Linked DNA regions of Danio rerio: region 1 is linked to region 2. A link is a contact called in public Hi-C data. All regions are on one chromosome and are shown on one strand. The core of a region is the stretch at or near the end of the contact, and the rest is flanking DNA. Distances in the headings are between cores, read along the strand shown.

Region 1 (4,445 bases), core at 349-2,848, 190 kb before region 2:
CAAATTTATTTAATATGGGCCACTTTTTACACATTTTTAATGGTCATTTTTTGCTTCAAGAATAAGGTCCAAGATTTTGAATAAAAGTAACTTGTAAAATGTTTTCTTAAACATGATGTCACATGTCAGATTGTATGCTTTCATGGATAGCTAGATGTTGGACTCATGAAACATAATTGTTAGCATTGGTCAAAACTGATTAGCTAAAATCACGACAGCCAACAGAGAATTTTACTTGGTCTTAAAGCATTTATCGATGGGTTATTTTCATAATTTATGGTTGCATAGCAGTCAAAATCTGACAAATGAGCTCACGTATAGGACAAATTCTGGAAATTTGTCAGTGAGGGGTGTGTCTTTTGAACCACTCGTATACCGTGGCTACGGACCTGCAGGTCAGTATATTTAGTTCATCTGATCATTTTAAATGAGAGAAATATGTGGGTATTACTTTTTCACCCTCATGAAAAACCACTTTACAGATTTCTGTGAAGCAAAACTAAATTTTAGTATTAACGGTCAAATGATTCAAATGTTAATTTTACATGAAGGTAGCAGAGAGCAAGTTATTGATTAAAGAAACTAATCTTTACTATTACTATCACATGCACTATAGGTGAATTGGGTAAGCTAAATTGTGCGTAATATATGTGTGAATGAGAGTGTATGGGTGTTTCCTAGTGCTGGGTTGCAGCTGGAAGGGCATCCGCTGCGTAAAACATATGCTGGATAAGTTGGCGGTTCATTCTGCTGTGCGACCCCTGATTATTAAAGGGACTAAGCTAAAAAGAAAATGATTTAATGAACTCAATTTTGGTGACATCATTAAATAGAATTTACTAAAGTGATTTTACTGTATATGCATAGAAATCAAATGCAAGTGACTCATTTATTTAAAAAAAAAAATCTTAAAAATGAAATGTCAAATTATGAATAAAATAATGTTCCATCATAATTCAGCGTAACTGATATTTTAAAAAGAAGAAACACCACACTGATTATGAATATATATTTATAAATATAAATAAAAGACAAATTAATTACACTACATTTTATTACATTTTAAACTTTTGTGCTGACAAAATTGTCAAACATAGTGGTGTAAAAATGCAAATTAAATCAATTAATATTTCAATAATTTCATTCTTTTAATATTTCTTTTGAGGATTATTATTTTTATAAGTATGTCTAACAAGATTTTTGATGTATATAACACTAATACAAATATATTTGGTTCTGAGAGTGTCTCTACATGCTAATATCTGTCCCGTGTTTTGGATTTGTAGAGGATGTTGGAGCCTCAGTCTATGAGGAAATCAGTGAGCACTTTCTGAATGGCCTCACACCAGAAGACCTGCAGCCACAGTTTCAGCACATGATCGGTACTGACCATCTGGAGACCTGCTATCTCATATTCAACCTTGACCAGGAGACCACATGCTGAATCATGCTGTTCCAATTTAGGTAAAGACTCATGAATTGTGAAACATTGTTCTCCTTTTGTGATGTGAAAAATTTGACTTTTTCAACAAGCACTCAGCACTCCGAAATCGTTACCTCATATGACCAGTAGGTGGCACTATATAGTAAGAAAATGTGTAACAAACCAATCCAGAAAATGAAAATATCATAGTTTCTCATCTTGGCACCATTAGTCACATCCCAAGGCCTGGAATATAAAACTGCTGCCTTTTAAACTCACTACACACTAAAAGCAGAAATTTATAAGCTACTTGGAAAAAAGAAAAGATTTTACCCATTTCTTCTGCCCAGAGCTCATATAAACTAAATTATCTCTCAACATATTCATTAGACAACGATTATAAATGAGATAGCAGTAGAGAATACCACTTGAACATTTCCTACAGTGATTTCGCTCCACTTCTGAAATATAAAAAAACCAAGGACTGGTGTAGAATTTGTAAATTTATGGGCCACAGCTGCAGTTGTTTTCCACTTAAGGCGTTTTCCCTTAAACTTGTCCAGATCATTCCAGCAGGGAATTAGTCACTGTGATTGAGAAATTGGCACGTGCAATTGTATGAATGACCTTCTGTATTATATTTCATTTAAGAATGTTCACAATCTGCCTCCAGAGAATAGTGTGTTATCAAGCCAGCATTAGCAAGGGAAAACTGCATCGTTTGACACTTTGCCAGAATAAAATGAGAGAAATGTCCTCAGAGAATGTGGTTTTGGCCGTTTTACAGTAAGCAATTTGCTTTAATATCTCAGAAAAAGCTGATATGTGTTGATTATACTTAGAGATATACTCACTCAAGATGGTATCAGGTTGGGCTGTTTCTTCAAGCATTTCATATGCCAAGACCTTGCTTATGTTAAACCTCTTTGTGTGTGTGTGTGTGTGTGTGTGTGTGTGTGTGTGTTTGTGTGTGTGTGTGTGTGTTATAGTGAAAGTGAAATAAAAAGACTAGCCAGGAATGAAACCCCATTTTACAAGCACAAAAACCTGATTTTTAACTATGCACTGAGAAAAACATCTCAGAAGATTAAAAATGTAAACTTATATTCCCACAAAATACATTTATTTTTCATGTTATGTTCTGGAAAGAGTAAAACATTGAGTGAGAAGAGTCATTCAAGATAGAGCTTTTAAAAAAATGTCCATAAGACTGATGGATTGTCATGGGTGTTTCTTTATTTATCCATCAATGCATTTGGGTAAGTGGATGAGACTAGAATAGATGCAGACAGGCCTGAAAGCGCTTTAAGTTGCGATCACCTCTATGCCTTGTCACTTTAAAACCTGTCAATATTTCATCTATATAGGAAAACCAGCCACTGGGAGAGCTTGTCATCTGCGTCTTCGGGGCTTTGTACGATGTGTGATGCATTATAGATTGATTTCTGCATGTGTGTTCCACTGCTTTCTTCTTGCTTTTTTGTTTGCACATTGTTAAAAAAAATGAGGCTAGGATCCTAATTAAGAGTCTTTGTTTTTGAGCTGGCGTTTTTGACATGCATCTTTAGAATAAAATAATGAAAAAGTTTCTGGAAAATGACAAGCTGACTTTTCTTCTTAGTCACTTATGTTGTTGTTTTCTTCCGTGTCTTCTAATTATAACTTGCTTAGATTGTATTCAGATATATTGTGCATATTAAATGTGATTTTACAGATTTATATCAAGATTGCAGTGGTGAGTCTGTCTAATATTTGAAGAGCATGAGTGATTTCTGATTTCTTTTAAAATAATGGATATAATTGGATTTTATTAGGAACATATATTTTACAGATTATAGATGTACTGCGAATAAAAATGATCAAGCACAACAGTACACTTGAAATTCACAAATTTCATTCATTCATTTTCCTTTAGCTTAGTCCCTTATTTATCAGGGGTCACCACAGTGGAATGAACCACCAACTATTTCGCATTTGTTGTACACAGTGGGTGCCCTTTCAGCTGCAAACCTGGGAAACACACATGCACTCTCACATACACACACATCATACACTACGGCCAATTTAGTTAATCCAGTTCACCAATAGTGCATGTCTTTGGACTGTGGGGGAAACTGAAGAGGAGCCCAGCATAGCCGACTCTCACACCAGCAACTTTTTGCTGTGAGGCAACAGTGCTAATAAAATGAAATGGCACGGGAAAAGTATTGAACTTATGAAAAAAGGGAGGTGTAAAGAGGCATGGAAAGGTGAAATCTCAGTTTTTAGAAAACAACCCTGCCCCTCTTTAGTGCAAATCCCCACACTTGCATTTCTAAGATGATGAAGATGAAACCAGGGTAGACAATTCATCAAGATAATGATCCCAAACACAGCCAAGGAAACTCTCAATTGGTGTCAGAAAAAAAAACAAAGCTGCTAGAATGGCCCAGCAATCACTTGACCTGAATGTAATAGAAAATAAAGATTAGGATTAGAGTTCATGTAGAAGCGACCCACAGAATGTTCAAGAATTTTAGACTGCTGGGGGTGAGTCTAGGAAAAAAATACGCATAAGCAATGCAAATGACTCTATTCTCCATATACATTTCAGTAGTTCAGTAATCTTGCATTGTGTGATTTCGTTATTACACATAACTCATTTTTCAATTTTGTTTTTGTTTTGTTTTATTTGTATGTTTGTATTGTTCAGATTTTTACTAAAATCTGGGCCAATGTCATGTTAACAGCTCCCTTAGAAACAAATTTTTTTCAGGTAATGTGTTCAATTCTTATTTTCCTGCTGTACATTAATCACTCACACACAAACACATGGAAAAAAACGAGGAGATTGCTTTTGTCAGCTTCCATGGATTTACTAGATTTTGAGGCATGGGTTTGAACAACTTAATATTTCTAAAACTAAACATGAATGTCTGATATTTTTTACATCTTTATTATTATATGCAGAAAAGGCAAATAAAATAAAAAATGCTTCAAGGAACATCAGTTTTATATTACATTCAGAATTCTTTTTATTAAA
Region 2 (4,886 bases), core at 1,953-4,452:
TACAGAATCAGAAGACAGAATCTGTAAATCATGTAGTTCTTCATGTGCCTGCTTTGTGCTATTTACATTTTTATGCTGGAATTAAATAATAAAAATGTTACTTCTTTATAATGTGCTTCATGCTTTTTTACTAGCTTTATTTAATTGCTGTCCTGTGGCAAAACATGAGGGAAATTGTGTTATAGGCCATAGATGTAAATAAAATGGAGTGCAATCTGAATGTACCAGTTAGTGGTGAAATATTTGCTAATTAAACGATCACGCCAAAAGAATTTTGTAAGCACTTTACTATACTGGATTTCTCTGCATCATCCTATAGTGAGCTTTCATTACATTTCATGCAGTACGATAATTGTATTATTTTGTGATGTCTCAGCCAGGATGAGAAACTTTGGAAAATGCTAGTGTGGACAATGAGTGCTCTGAAAAAATGTATCCCAAAATAATACAAACACAGACAGCATGTGATCCTGAATTCAGTTCTTTTTGTGCTTAAATGGCAAAATAAACACAATTAAAACAAAACGCCCATTGTATAATTTGTATAAACAAATTTACGTATTAAGTAAAAGTAAACGGAAAATTAAAGATAATATGTGCGATAATAAGAAGAACAGATGTGTGATATTATAGTATAACATATCCCTGCATTATCTATGATCTTAACAAAATAAAAAAAATCTAAACTGAAAATTCATACTGTTTATTTCTATGCATATTATCACTCTCCCCTAATACACTATTTACAGTTGAAGTCCAAATTATTAGCCCCTCTGTTTATTTTTTCCCCAATTTCTGTTTAACGGAAAGATTTTTTTCAACACATTTATAAAATTCATAGTTTTAACAACTCATTTCTAATAACTGAATTATTTATATATTTTTGCCATGATGACAATATATAATACTGTACCAGATATTTTTCAAGACACTTCAATACAGCTTAAAGTGACATTTAAAGGCTTAACTGGGTTGATTAGGGTAACTAGGCAGACTAAGGTAATTAGGCAAGTTACTGTATAACAATGGATTTTTTTGTAGACTATCGGAAAAAAATAGGAGCTAATAATTTTGACCCTAAAATAGTTATAAAAAATTACCAACTGCTTTTATTCTAGCAGAAATAAAACAAATTTGACTATTCCAGAAGACAAAATATTATCAGACATACTGTGAAAAATTCCTTGCTCTGTTTAACATAATTTAAGAAATATTTAAAAAAGAAACAAAAATTCAAAGGAGGGCTAATAATTCTGACTTCAACTTTACATAGGGGTGACAAAAAACAGTGTTGAAAAGTGGTGAAAGGATGTGTAATCTGGTGTCTTATATAATTTCCTCCTACCTAATTTTGAAGTCTACCCATGGCTCTATCCATACAGCTGTATAAATGCAAAATCATAGTGTAATTTAAGATAAAACCCTTTGAAATTACATAAACTGCTGAAAGTGATAAATATTATTGTATATGTTTAAATTTCAGCCTTTGTATCAACCACCTAAGTACTAGGCACTTTTATAATTATTTTCTCAGCCATATTTGACTGAAATTTCATTTTGTTTGTTTTTTGTGTTACAAGCTTTTGTGCTCAACAAGTCACGTTATTGATGACAATACAGTCATTTACTGAATTGACCATAAAGCAAACTAACACCAACTCGCACTAAATACTAGGCTTATGCTAGTTTTGTTGATTAAAATCATCAAACCATGTAAATGAAATATGACAAAAAGATGCTGCAGTGCTAGAAACTTGTATTATTGTCGGCTAAGTGAACAAGTTGCTCATAACGAATCTTCATTCACATATAAATCTCTCCCTCCGTTAGACTGTGAAGTCAAAAGCAGAAGAGTAGGTGTGGTCCAGCACATGGATTAAAGTAAATGTAACAGAGAGGGATGAAAATGCGAACACGCGCTCTTTGTTAACAACGGCCCTGTGGTCATGTATCCATCGATGTAGAAAAGTGATGTAAAACTATAATTTTTGTAATTAAAACAAAATATTTGCATAACGGCGACGCAGTGGCACAGTAGGTAGTGCTGTCGCCTCACAGCAAGAAGGTCGCTGGTTTGAGCCTTGGCTGGATCAGTTGGAGTTTCTGTGTGGAGTGTGCATGTTCTTCCTGAGTTCGCGTGGGTTTCCTACGGGTGCTCCGGTTTCCCCCACAGTCCAAAGATGGAATTGGGTAGGCTAAATTGTCCATAGTGTATGAGTGTGAATGACATGGAAGGGCATCCGCTGCATAAAACACATGCTGGATAAATTGGCGGTTCATTCCGATGTGGCGACCACAGATTAATAAAGGGACTAAGCTGACAAGAAAATGAATGAATTTGCATAAGGACCACCGGGAAAACATCTGATCAGATATATGTGTATATATCTCTGCCTCGGGATGGCCAGTCCTCCACTGCACCTTGATCCCACATTAATTTCAAAGGAGCAATACCCTGTACTAAAATGGCAGCTATTTTGATGCATTACTTCCAATAGACAACAACAACAGCGTAGGTGACATCTTATGTAAATATCGATGGGCTAAAACAAGATTAAACTTGGGCCATCAGTAAAAATCTAATAGACATTAAAGAATAGCCCAAAGCTAAACTAGTCATCAAACAGACAGGTTAGACAGATCTTATAAGTGTAGTCATTAATTTCTCTTTATTTGATGACTAGTAGTTTTGGCAAGATTTTTACTGACAGCCCAAATCTAGCCTTGTTTTAGCCAAGACAACTATGTTTAGACATCTATTAGACATTTTTAAAAAACTAAAATGCTTGCATGTATATTTTTATAGTATAATGTCATATCACTCACCTCCTAATACACTATCTTAGTATCAAACAATAGAAAACAGCATCTGGTCCACTTAACGTCTACTCATTTATATAGCTGAAACATCACATTTCATGTAATCTGACAACATCAATAACAACAAATCTCAAAGGCCGCGTTTAAACTCATTCCACAAAATCAGCCCTGAAAATGTAAAAAAGTCAGCAGATTCTGCCTGCGACGACTAATTAAAACAGCCTTTTTTTGGACAGCCTAACCCTTCCCGGAGCACTTACAATCCCATGATTTGAAATGGATGTGCTAGTGCTTTGGGTCTTTGCGGATGCTTCCCAGGCACTGAACAGATCCATTTCCTGCTGAGCTGCTGTTTGCTGGAGGAAGTGGCAAAAGCTGCAGTGGAACAGCCTGTACATGAGCACCCGCCTCTGGGGTCAGCGGTCCTGTGAGAGTCAACCGTCTATCTCACTCCCAGCGTCTCACAGCTCAGCACTCTCTCTGGGAACGGCGGGATGGAGATCAACATAGGCAGAAAATCCAATTAAGCCGCATTTTTTTTGGAGAATGCACTCAGAAATGTAACATGCACAAACTAAAATTTAGAGGCGGTACAGGGCCGGAGGCTGTGAAACCATCCGGTGAGGATCAGAGGTAAAATACTGGGGTGATGAAGAAAGAAAGATTTATTTTATTTTTTTTGACAGAATGATTTGATCTGAGGCTTGGTTCAGTGAACACAGTACACATTTGGAATTATGCAGTTTATGTAATTATGCTTGAAGATGAGGTCTTAAAATGCAAAAATAACAACAACAAAAATAGTTTCAGGCCATGCAGATTACAGTATTTGCTGTTGTCATGACAATTAGCGTGCATCGTTTTGTTGTGTATGAAAGTCAAACAAATTTTAAGTGTGATGCATTGTTTGTCTTGATTGTGATTGCTGCTTGTGTAATACACTCTCTGCACATAAAAAAGTTCAAAAGTAAAAAAAAATCTTTTAACTGCTTTAAAATACAGCAAAATGATAAATGTTACATTAATAATTAAGCCAATGTAATTATTTATTATTGAATTTACATCAACCATTACTTCAGTGTCAGATGATTATATAAAGTTGGAGTCAGAATTATTAGCCCCCCTGTTTATTTTTTTCCCCAATTTCTGTTTAACAGAGAACAGTTTTTTTCCAACACATTTATAAACATAATAGATGTAATAACTCATTTCGAATAACTGATTTATATTATCTTTGCCATGATGACAGCACATAATATTTTACTAGATATTTTTCAAGACTAGTATTTAGTCACTAGTATTTCATATTAGTATTTAGCTAAAAGTGACATTTAAAGGCTTAACTAGGTTAATTAGGTTAAATAATCAGGTTAGGGTTATTAGGCAAGTTATTGTATAGCAATGGTTTGTTCTGTAGAATATTGAAAAAAATATTTAGCTTAAAGGGGCTACAAATTTTAAACTTAAAATGGTGTTTAAAAATTTAAAAAGGGTTTTTATTCTAGCCAAAATAAAACACGTAAGGCTTTCTCCAGAAGACAAAATATTATCAGACATACTGTGAAAATGTCCTTGCTCTGTTATACATAATTTGGGAAATATATAAAATAAAATAAAATAAAATCAATGGGGGGCCTAATAATTCTGGTTTCAGAATGATTTATAGACTTTTTATTTAAAAAACAAAAAAGGCTTTATCTACAAAGTCGAACTCTAGATTAGCTCTATAAGGTACTTTTTTGAGCCAATCAGCATTTCAAATACACACACGATGACCAATCAGGTCTAATTAAATAATTTTACCAACTCTAGGTAAAAACAGTAGTGGACTGAAATAAAGCTGAATGCATGAACATATGCATCTTGTTTATAAAAGAACAAGAGCTAGACTCATTTTGCTGAAGTTAGTCAACAGATTCTTGTGTTGATCCTCATTTATAATACATGCCCTTGTCTTAATGCCGTGTACTTGAGCTGACTATGAATCAAACAAACAAACCCGGAATCATGACCACTTAAACCTTGATATCTCATGAATACACAGTAGTACAGCTCTGAGGAATAAC

What was found. A called contact is a pair of places that touch in the nucleus more often than the background predicts.
Region 1: a Hi-C map of an unstated tissue shows a contact between it and region 2, with 2.6 times the contacts expected there. The contact joins two enhancer-like sites. A contact is called at or near these places in 2 of 18 Hi-C or Micro-C datasets (caudal fin and an unstated tissue) and 1 of 4 datasets of contacts at active chromatin or transcription factors (caudal fin).

The regions. Positions count from the first base shown.
Region 1 is chr14:32,753,019-32,757,463 of GRCz12tu, reverse strand. It overlaps nek12 (NIMA-related kinase 12), which reads left to right. Exons shown (of 4, transcript NM_001017548.2): 4 at 1,287-1,614. The coding sequence ends at 1,444. Among named protein-coding and RNA genes, the nearest start is that of nek12, 7.2 kb to the left of the region's middle. Within about 2 kb of position 1,598, at least 7 of the 62 cell types and tissues checked have an H3K27ac peak or open chromatin away from gene starts, as enhancers often do.
Region 2 is chr14:32,563,612-32,568,497 of GRCz12tu, reverse strand. The region is part of intron 1 of mid2 (midline 2); the gene reads right to left. Among named protein-coding and RNA genes, the nearest start is that of mid2, 130 kb to the right of the region's middle. Within about 2 kb of position 3,202, at least 7 of the 62 cell types and tissues checked have an H3K27ac peak or open chromatin away from gene starts, as enhancers often do.